2 separate regions of the Mus musculus genome follow, and region 2 is linked to region 1. Evidence: chromatin contacts called from public HiChIP or PLAC-seq data. All regions are on one chromosome and are shown on one strand. The core of a region is the stretch at or near the end of the contact, and the rest is flanking DNA. Distances in the headings are between cores, read along the strand shown.

Region 1 (3,787 bases), core at 582-3,081:
AACTTACCAAGTATTTCATGAATAAATGAGCTATCCCAGCTACCTGCATCAATGACGCTACTGCTGAACTGCTTTGAATAAACTTACTATAACTGAATGCTTCTATTTAGGCAAATTAAACAATTCCCATTTGACTCAAATTGTTAATGTCTTAAAACAGAACAAAGGAACTGCACAACAAGAGATTCTACCTCTGGCGCATGACATGATGCTGCACTCTGTACAAGAGAGCATGCTGAATGAAGTACAGAGTGAATATTCCTTCTGTGAAACTACGTCTGCAGGGCTGCCTTGGCTAGGTTTCTGTTGCTGTGATGAAACAACAGGAAGGAAAGGAACTTGGGGAGACAGGGTTTATTTCACTCGCAGTCCCAGCATCACTGAAAGCAGTCAAGGCAAGGACTCAAACAGGGCAGGAGCCTGGAGGCAGGGGCTGACACAGGCCATAGAGGGTGCTGCTCATTGGTCTGCTCAGCATGCTTGGTCTCTAGAACCCAGGGCACCAGCCTAGGAGTGGCACCACCCACAGTGGGCTGGGCTCTCCCATGTCAATCACCACAGCCTGATCTTATGGAGGCATTCTCTCAGTTCCGAGTCTCTCTTCCCTGAGTCTAGCTTCTGTTAGGTTGACATAAAACTAGCCAGGAGAAGAGCTAATATCTGAAATAGTTATTCTATACCAATATCAATTAAAAACTGAAGATGTAGCTTATTTTTCATAAAACTTTAATATACATGTCAAATATAACAATGCAGAGTTGTAATCTTTAAACTTTTTTGCCTGTTCAGAGAAAAATTACTGGGTTGAAAGAAAAAAGAGAAGAGAACACGGAGAGAAACAAAATAGGCGAGTAAAGAAAAGTTTACATAGCAAGCATCCCCATACCGTTTTTATGGGCAGCCTCTACTAATGCTCTATATGTGCTTGCCCAGGTTACCCTGCAAAGGGCTATGGGACAGGTTTAATTTTGTCAACCTATAGGAAGCTGCCTAGATCATTAACATAAATCATAACAGAAGACAGCCATAAAGCAAGCACCGCATACACAGCACATGGAATCTACTACTGAGAGGAGCAACGGAGGCAGAACACAGTAACCAAGGAGAGGGGGAAACAGCTCTGGAGAACCCAGTGAGCGCCTAAAGGAAGGCAAAGCCATCAGGGGGAGAGCTCGCTGTGCCTGCCCATCCCCCATGAACGTGCTGTCTTCAGCCTTGCCCTCACTTACAGAATACTTGTTTCATGGTCTTAGGACAGACACACCAGCCACCCACCCACTAGCTGGAGATTAAAACTGCAGCTCTTCTCTTAGGAACAAGACCCGAATCCCATCTGCCTGTAGCAGACCCTGACAGTGTACACAGGCCTAACCTTGCTGAGCCTACCCCTCTCGCTGACCTGAGGGACTCTGCCTTCTTGGGTTGCTCCTATCTAGAATACCCTGAGCTCTGTCACAGGCTTCATGGGTCAACTCAAATATACTATGAAACTCGGCTGCAGCTTTGTCTTCCATGCCAGAGAACCAATGCTCTCTTGCTTGATTTCTTGTTTCCACTGTGGCCCTTATTATAGTAGATAAGCTGTAATAATTACAATATGCCTAAAATATGAATGAAGTAAGAATAAAGGAGTGGCACCTGAAATATTTTGGCTTGGAATAATATAGAGAAGCAGAAGATAAATAGAAAGCCAACCGCGAGGGAAACCTCCTCACACTCATGATTAACGCTGGGACGGTTTCTTCTGTGAACTTCTCTCTTGTACTCGATGCAAGCGTGCAGCTGCCCAGAGGAAGCCTCACAGTGTGACTCATCTCTTCCATCTTCCTTTACTCTCTTCTTAGTCACCCACCCATCCTGTCTGAACGCTCTCTGCTCTCCGCAATGCACAGCGCCTGCCTTAGCTTCCCAACATTTCTCCCCCTTTACTTCTCGATCATGGTTCGTTTATCACTTTCCCCTGAGGCCTTTCACAGTCTACTTGGTGGCTGTAACATTTACCTTCTTCTTCCTCCTGTTACTTCTGAGAACTCGTGTGTCACCGGGGCTAAAAATAAGGACCTTCCTCTGGTTCTCAGTAACGCTTCTCATTAGGCACAGGACAGTGGCTATGTTAGCCCTCTCTTACAATCTTTAATTCTAATAAACTAATGGCAAAAGGTTGTTGAAGGAATGAAGAGATGCTTGCACAACGTGTTCTTGGAGAGGGGTATGGCAAGGGCTCGCTGACTACCTCTCATTCTAAGGTAGAAGGGACAGTTATGGAGTATGTCAGGTGTTAAGTTCTTCCCACAAAAACTCACTTACTAGTCAGAATAATTCAGAGATTACAATTATTAGTCTTATAAATGAGAAAATGAAAGTTTACTAAGATTAAGAGATTTGTTCTGAGTCATAGAGCTGACGTGGGAGAGCTGGACTTGGGAAACAGGTTACACCAAAGTTTGTTTTCTTTGTCTTATCTTTTCTAACACAGGCTTTGGTTTTTTGTCTTTGTTGTTGAAGTTGTTTGTTTTGGAAACTATATGTAGTCCTGGCTGTCCCAGAACCCACTATGTAGAACAGGCTGGCCTAGAGCTCACAGAGACCCATCTGCCTCCTGAGTGCTGGGGTGAGAGCTGCAAATACCAATTGTGGCTAATAGACTTTGAACAGTCTTTAACATTGTGTATCCACACTCTATACTAATTTCTTTTCAAAACCTTCAATTTCTACTACATTTAGGACAATATTTGGAAATTCTGCTTTTTATTTTGACTTAGTATCTCCATAAAGTCTACTGAGTTGGTCCAAGTTAGCAAAGGCAGTTGTTAAAATGGTCGAAATGCACGGATTGGCTGTGTGGCCTCACTTAACAGAATGTGGATGCTCGTTTATCCAGTTTACGAGCTCATTAGAAGATAGTTTATATGATAACCAGATGCCTGCCTTCCAGGAGTGTGGTGAGGGTGGAGTCCAGGGGAGGATATTCAAAGAGGGTCCAAACGAGCTGCCTGGCTCATGCATGCAGACTTCTTACCTCGGTCTGACCAGCAGGAATTTACACTATCATATCACACATAATCAAATCTAGCATGTGGAAAATGTGAGTCCAAAATAGAAACATTTCCTATGAAAACATCTTCGTTCTCTGAGACCTTCTTGTCTCCTTGGGACTTCCTCAGCCTCCTCCCACGCACACAGCTTCTTTTAGAGGAAGCTCAACAAATGAAACAATTAAATAATCAACATAAGACACATTTCCTACCACTCCTGCTCTGAGAGATGCCAGCGAGGCTCCCAGCAAACACTGGGCACAACTGGAACAAAAGCTGAAATTCTGCTGCTCAATGGAAAGCACTTTCTAGTTCTCCAGGTTATCTGGACGGTAAACTGCAAAATTTGTATGAACCCCCAAAAGTCAGAGCAACACACCAGCTATGTTCCTCTGTGTCTGTAAAGTGTCTATTAAAGATATATGTAGATTACAGACCATTAAACCTAGCAAGTCCCAAAAGCAAATGTTTACAGAATAAGGTCAACTTAAAGACAGCATTATTTTCTACAGAATGCAATTTTTTAAACTTAGAAAAAAAAAATCCTTCACACTTTAACTGAAACACATTTTGTATGTCTGCTCAGTGAAAATTACTATCAAGGGAGTCAAAAGATAAGTTAAACTAGAAGAAAATATTTTTAAAATAAAAGTCAGTATGTGACTGATACTCAAAATACACAAAGGATTCTTCAAACTCAATAAAAAACAAAAGAAAAGTCAACAATCTTACTTAAATCTAAGCCTAAAGCC
Region 2 (3,787 bases), core at 586-3,085, 83 kb after region 1:
GTGTCTGGAGTTTGTTGGTACAACAATGTGTGTGTGTGTGTGTGTGTGTATTGAATTGTGCACTTAAAAACATTCATCTTGATTCATATTTCAAAACAGGAATAAACCCACAAACACATGCTAGAGCAAAAGACTTATTTTATTGTATTACTGATATAAAATATTTAAGAGTAAATGAAAAGAGGTTAACATTCTATGCAGTTGTGTATCTGCTGTTAACAAGACCCTATTTAAGTACTGTGGGAAAGGTCAGATGGGAAATGCTGAGATCAACACTATGTAACAAGAAATAAAAGAAATAGATTGCTATTCTTCAGCCTGAGTACACAGGGGAGAAATTGTAGGAGGACAAAATCAAAGTGGTTAGAAACCTGTGCATCAGTCTGTCTCCCAGTCCCCTCGATGAGGATTTTTTTATTCTACCTGTGTAGAGCTTATGGATGGATGAGATACTCAAGGTGGACAAAAAATACTGGTCTTTAAGAGCTTTCGTTTCCTTCATTGACTTGACAGTAGCAATTTGTGACAGTACGTAAGTATGAAGCAGCAGCAGCAGGAGACCCTTGGGATTCTGAACTCTGTGCAGGCCTTGGGTATCAGAATCAGGGTATTACAGCACTTAGCTTGAGATCTGAGGGTCAGGGCCTGCACGGGCTTTTCTTTGTCCTTAGAGTATTTTACCAGCTCTGACTCTCCCTTACCCCTTCCCTTTTGTCTTTCCCTCATTGCCTCAACCCTTTCATTTCCTATTCTTTTCCTGCCCAGTTGCACCTCAGCTGTTGAACTGGTCCCTTGTCAGTCTGCCAGGACTTCCAATACTTTCCAAGCCTTTGTCTAAGAGTCTGGAGTCCATCACCAGGATACCTGGAGGAAATGTTAGAGATGGGCACATGAATCTGGAATTGAATCCCAGATCCTTTTCTAAGCAGTGTTGTGACTCTGAACACAGTGTATAAAGTCCAGTCATACAGTGAGGATAGCAAAGGAGTTAGGAACAACACTCACTGTCCAAAGGAGCCCTACCTCTTTGCCTTTACTGTTGCTTTTCCCATTGTATGATTTTCAGTGATGCTTTCTGGAGTAAATGTGTTAAAACATACTATTTAAAAAGATGTTTGGAGTTTTTTAATTATGTGAGGGTGGGGTATGGCATGTTAGTGCGGTGTCACTGAAAGCCAGAATAAGGTGTTTAGTTCCTGAAGTTGGAGTTAGGATGGTTGTTGACTACTGAAGCATCTGTCCAGCCACTCATATCCATTCTCTCTTAAGATACAGCATCTTGCTTCCTATAAGGTTTGTCTTCTTATAACATGGGTCCCAGACTGATGGATGTTGCAGTTCAGCTGCTTGGGCTTTTTAGAATTTCCATTTCAGAAAAAGTCCTATATTTTGATGTTAATATTTTTGTATTTTCTCTTTTCCCTTAATTTAAATCATGACTAGGTAATTTTTGACACCATATGGAAATGTTTGCCTTTTTCTTTGCTGTATTGCTTGATAGTGATCATTAATAGGAAAAATTATTTAAAGAAAATGCTTTACAATTTTAAATTCAATATTTAGTATATTTATATGCCACTTTTAGGGCTTAGATGATTTAATGATGCAAAATGATAGTTAAATTTATCTTCCATATAGTTAAACTATCAAACTGGCCTAGTAACTTTAAGATAAGTAAGTTTGTAGACAGTTCTACTATTTTATTAAGTTCATAGCTTTGAACTGTGTGATTTAATTATAATATTCTGAAATCTAAAAATCCCAAGCACATAGGATAAAGGAATTAGTCTAAAGGTTAAGATAGTTCTTTGACCAGTAGTAACCCCTGTCAGCTTTCCAGGCATACAATCTGAGTAGTATGCTAATGGCTCCCTCTACTGGACAGAAGAGCAGTTTCAGTTTGTTTGTTTTTTTAATTTTTTTGTTTGGAGGTTTTCGTTTTTGATTTGTTTTTGTCATTGTTTTTCTGTTTTCTTTTTGTAAGGATTGAATGTTTAAATATAATGTAGGCATAATCTCATTACTGTGATATTTAGAGAGAAACCATGTCTTATATATGATATTTGTAACTTGTAATGTATCCCTAGCCAGCTGTCATTTTAAACTCTGGCAAAGTTGAGAAAGAAGAGGTTTGTGTTGCAGGACAGTGAAAGGGGGACTTTTTTTTTTTTAACTGATTCACTTTACATTCCATTCACTGCCTGCCTCCTTGGCACCCCTTCCAACAATACTCACCCCCTTTCCCTTTTCCGAGCAGATAGGGCCCCCTAAGGATCACCCTACCCTGACACATCAAGTGTCTGCAAGGCTAGGCGCGTCCTCTCCCACTGAGGCCAGACAAGGCAGCCCAGCTCAAAGAACGTATCCCACAGACAGGCAACAGCTTTAGGGATAGCCTCTGCTCCAGTTGTTCAAGATCCACCCAAAGTCCAAGCTGCACATCTGCTACATATATGTGGGAGGCCTAGGTCCAGCCCATGTATGCTCTTTGGTTGGTGATTCAAACTCTGAGAGCCCCAAGGGTCCAGGTTAGTTGACTCTGTTGGGCTCCTGTGGAGTCCTGTCCCCTTTGGTCTGCCATCCTTCCCCTGCTCTTCCGTAAGAGATCCCAAGCTCCATCCACTGTTGGCTGTGGGTCTCTGCATCTGTCCAAGTCAGCCGCTGTGTGGAGCCTCTCAGAGCAGCCATGCTAGGCTCCTGCCTGCAGGCATAACAGTATCATTAATAGTGTTAGGGAGTGGTGCTTGCCCATGGGATGGGTCTTAAGTTGGGCTGGTTATTGGTTGGCCAGTCCCTCAGTCTCTGCTCATCCCCTGTGCCTATATTTCTTGTAGACAGGATAAATTTTGGGTTGAAATTTTTGTGGGTAGGTTGGTGTCTGTATTGCTCCACTGGGGTTCCTGCAAGGCTGCAGGAGGTAACCTCTTCAGGTTCCATAGCCCCAATGAGAGGGGGACTCTTTTTTTTTTCCTTTGTATTGAGTCTTTGTGAATTTCACACCATGTCCCCCAATTGCTCTCATCTCCCGGTCCCTCCATGTCCACCCTCTGCCTTGCAGCCTCCCCTGAAAGGGCTGGGAGGTGTCCTAAAGCAAATATTGGGAAAGGAAAGGAAAGGAAAGGAAAGGAAAGGAAAGGAAAGGCCTCCCTTTTGTAACTGGTTATATCTGGGTAGAACTGGGGATTTTCACAATACTCATAGGTAGGTGATTAAAGGTTGTGAGTTCAGCTTCTTTCCTGTGGGAGAATGAGAGAGATGGAAAGACCAGCATTCCTTTCAAGGATTAGCCCTAAAGCAGCACCAGTGAGCGGAACACTGTGTTGTTATAGTGACTGTAATTTCTCCCCATTTTCTTCTACCTCTACCATACTCTTCCCTCAAAAAAAAAAGCAGATATTTCAAATTCAAATTAATGTTGCTTTGATTGTTGTACGCAAAATTACTATTCATTTAGAATTTTTACTTGTCTAACAAAGGTTTTCTTTTCATATTGGCATCTTTGGTAGATTTGACTTGAAAGAAATAGAAAATCAATTTAGAGCACTATGTTTATGTATTAAAGTGGCTGTCTAGCTATTCCTTTAATATGTGACTGTTCTTGATATTTTATTCTACAGCTCTCATTTTTGTTAAAACTATTGCAATTAACAGATCTAGAACAACAAATCTTCATTATTTATATTGAGTAACAATGAAATTAGGATTTGTTCGTTTACTAGACTGATTTTCATAATTTATCATGGAATTTATTTTAGGGAAGTTATTAAAGACAAATACTCTAATCATA

What was found. HiChIP or PLAC-seq counts read pairs in DNA pulled down with a chosen protein or histone mark.
Region 2: an H3K4me3 HiChIP or PLAC-seq map of bone marrow-derived macrophages shows a contact between it and region 1, with 4 times the contacts expected there. The contact joins two enhancer-like sites. A contact is called at or near these places in 12 of 484 Hi-C or Micro-C datasets (the AML12 cell line, CD4 T cells, CD8 T cells and 7 more), 6 of 115 datasets of contacts at active chromatin or transcription factors (CD8 T cells, bone marrow-derived macrophages, embryonic stem cells and 3 more) and 4 of 9 other capture datasets (adipose tissue, embryonic stem cells, liver and 1 more).

The regions. Positions count from the first base shown.
Region 1 is chr13:96,508,985-96,512,771 of GRCm38.p6, forward strand. All of the region lies in intron 3 of Polk (polymerase (DNA directed), kappa), which reads right to left. Among named protein-coding and RNA genes, the nearest start is that of Polk, 32 kb to the right of the region's middle. Within about 2 kb of position 1,832, at least 177 of the 459 cell types and tissues checked have an H3K27ac peak or open chromatin away from gene starts, as enhancers often do. A contact at or near this core is called in bone marrow-derived macrophages, where this site is marked.
Region 2 is chr13:96,591,971-96,595,757 of GRCm38.p6, forward strand. All of the region lies in intron 3 of Cert1 (ceramide transporter 1), which reads left to right. Among named protein-coding and RNA genes, the nearest start is that of Gm46436, 22 kb to the left of the region's middle. Within about 2 kb of position 1,836, at least 33 of the 459 cell types and tissues checked have an H3K27ac peak or open chromatin away from gene starts, as enhancers often do. A contact at or near this core is called in bone marrow-derived macrophages, where this site is marked.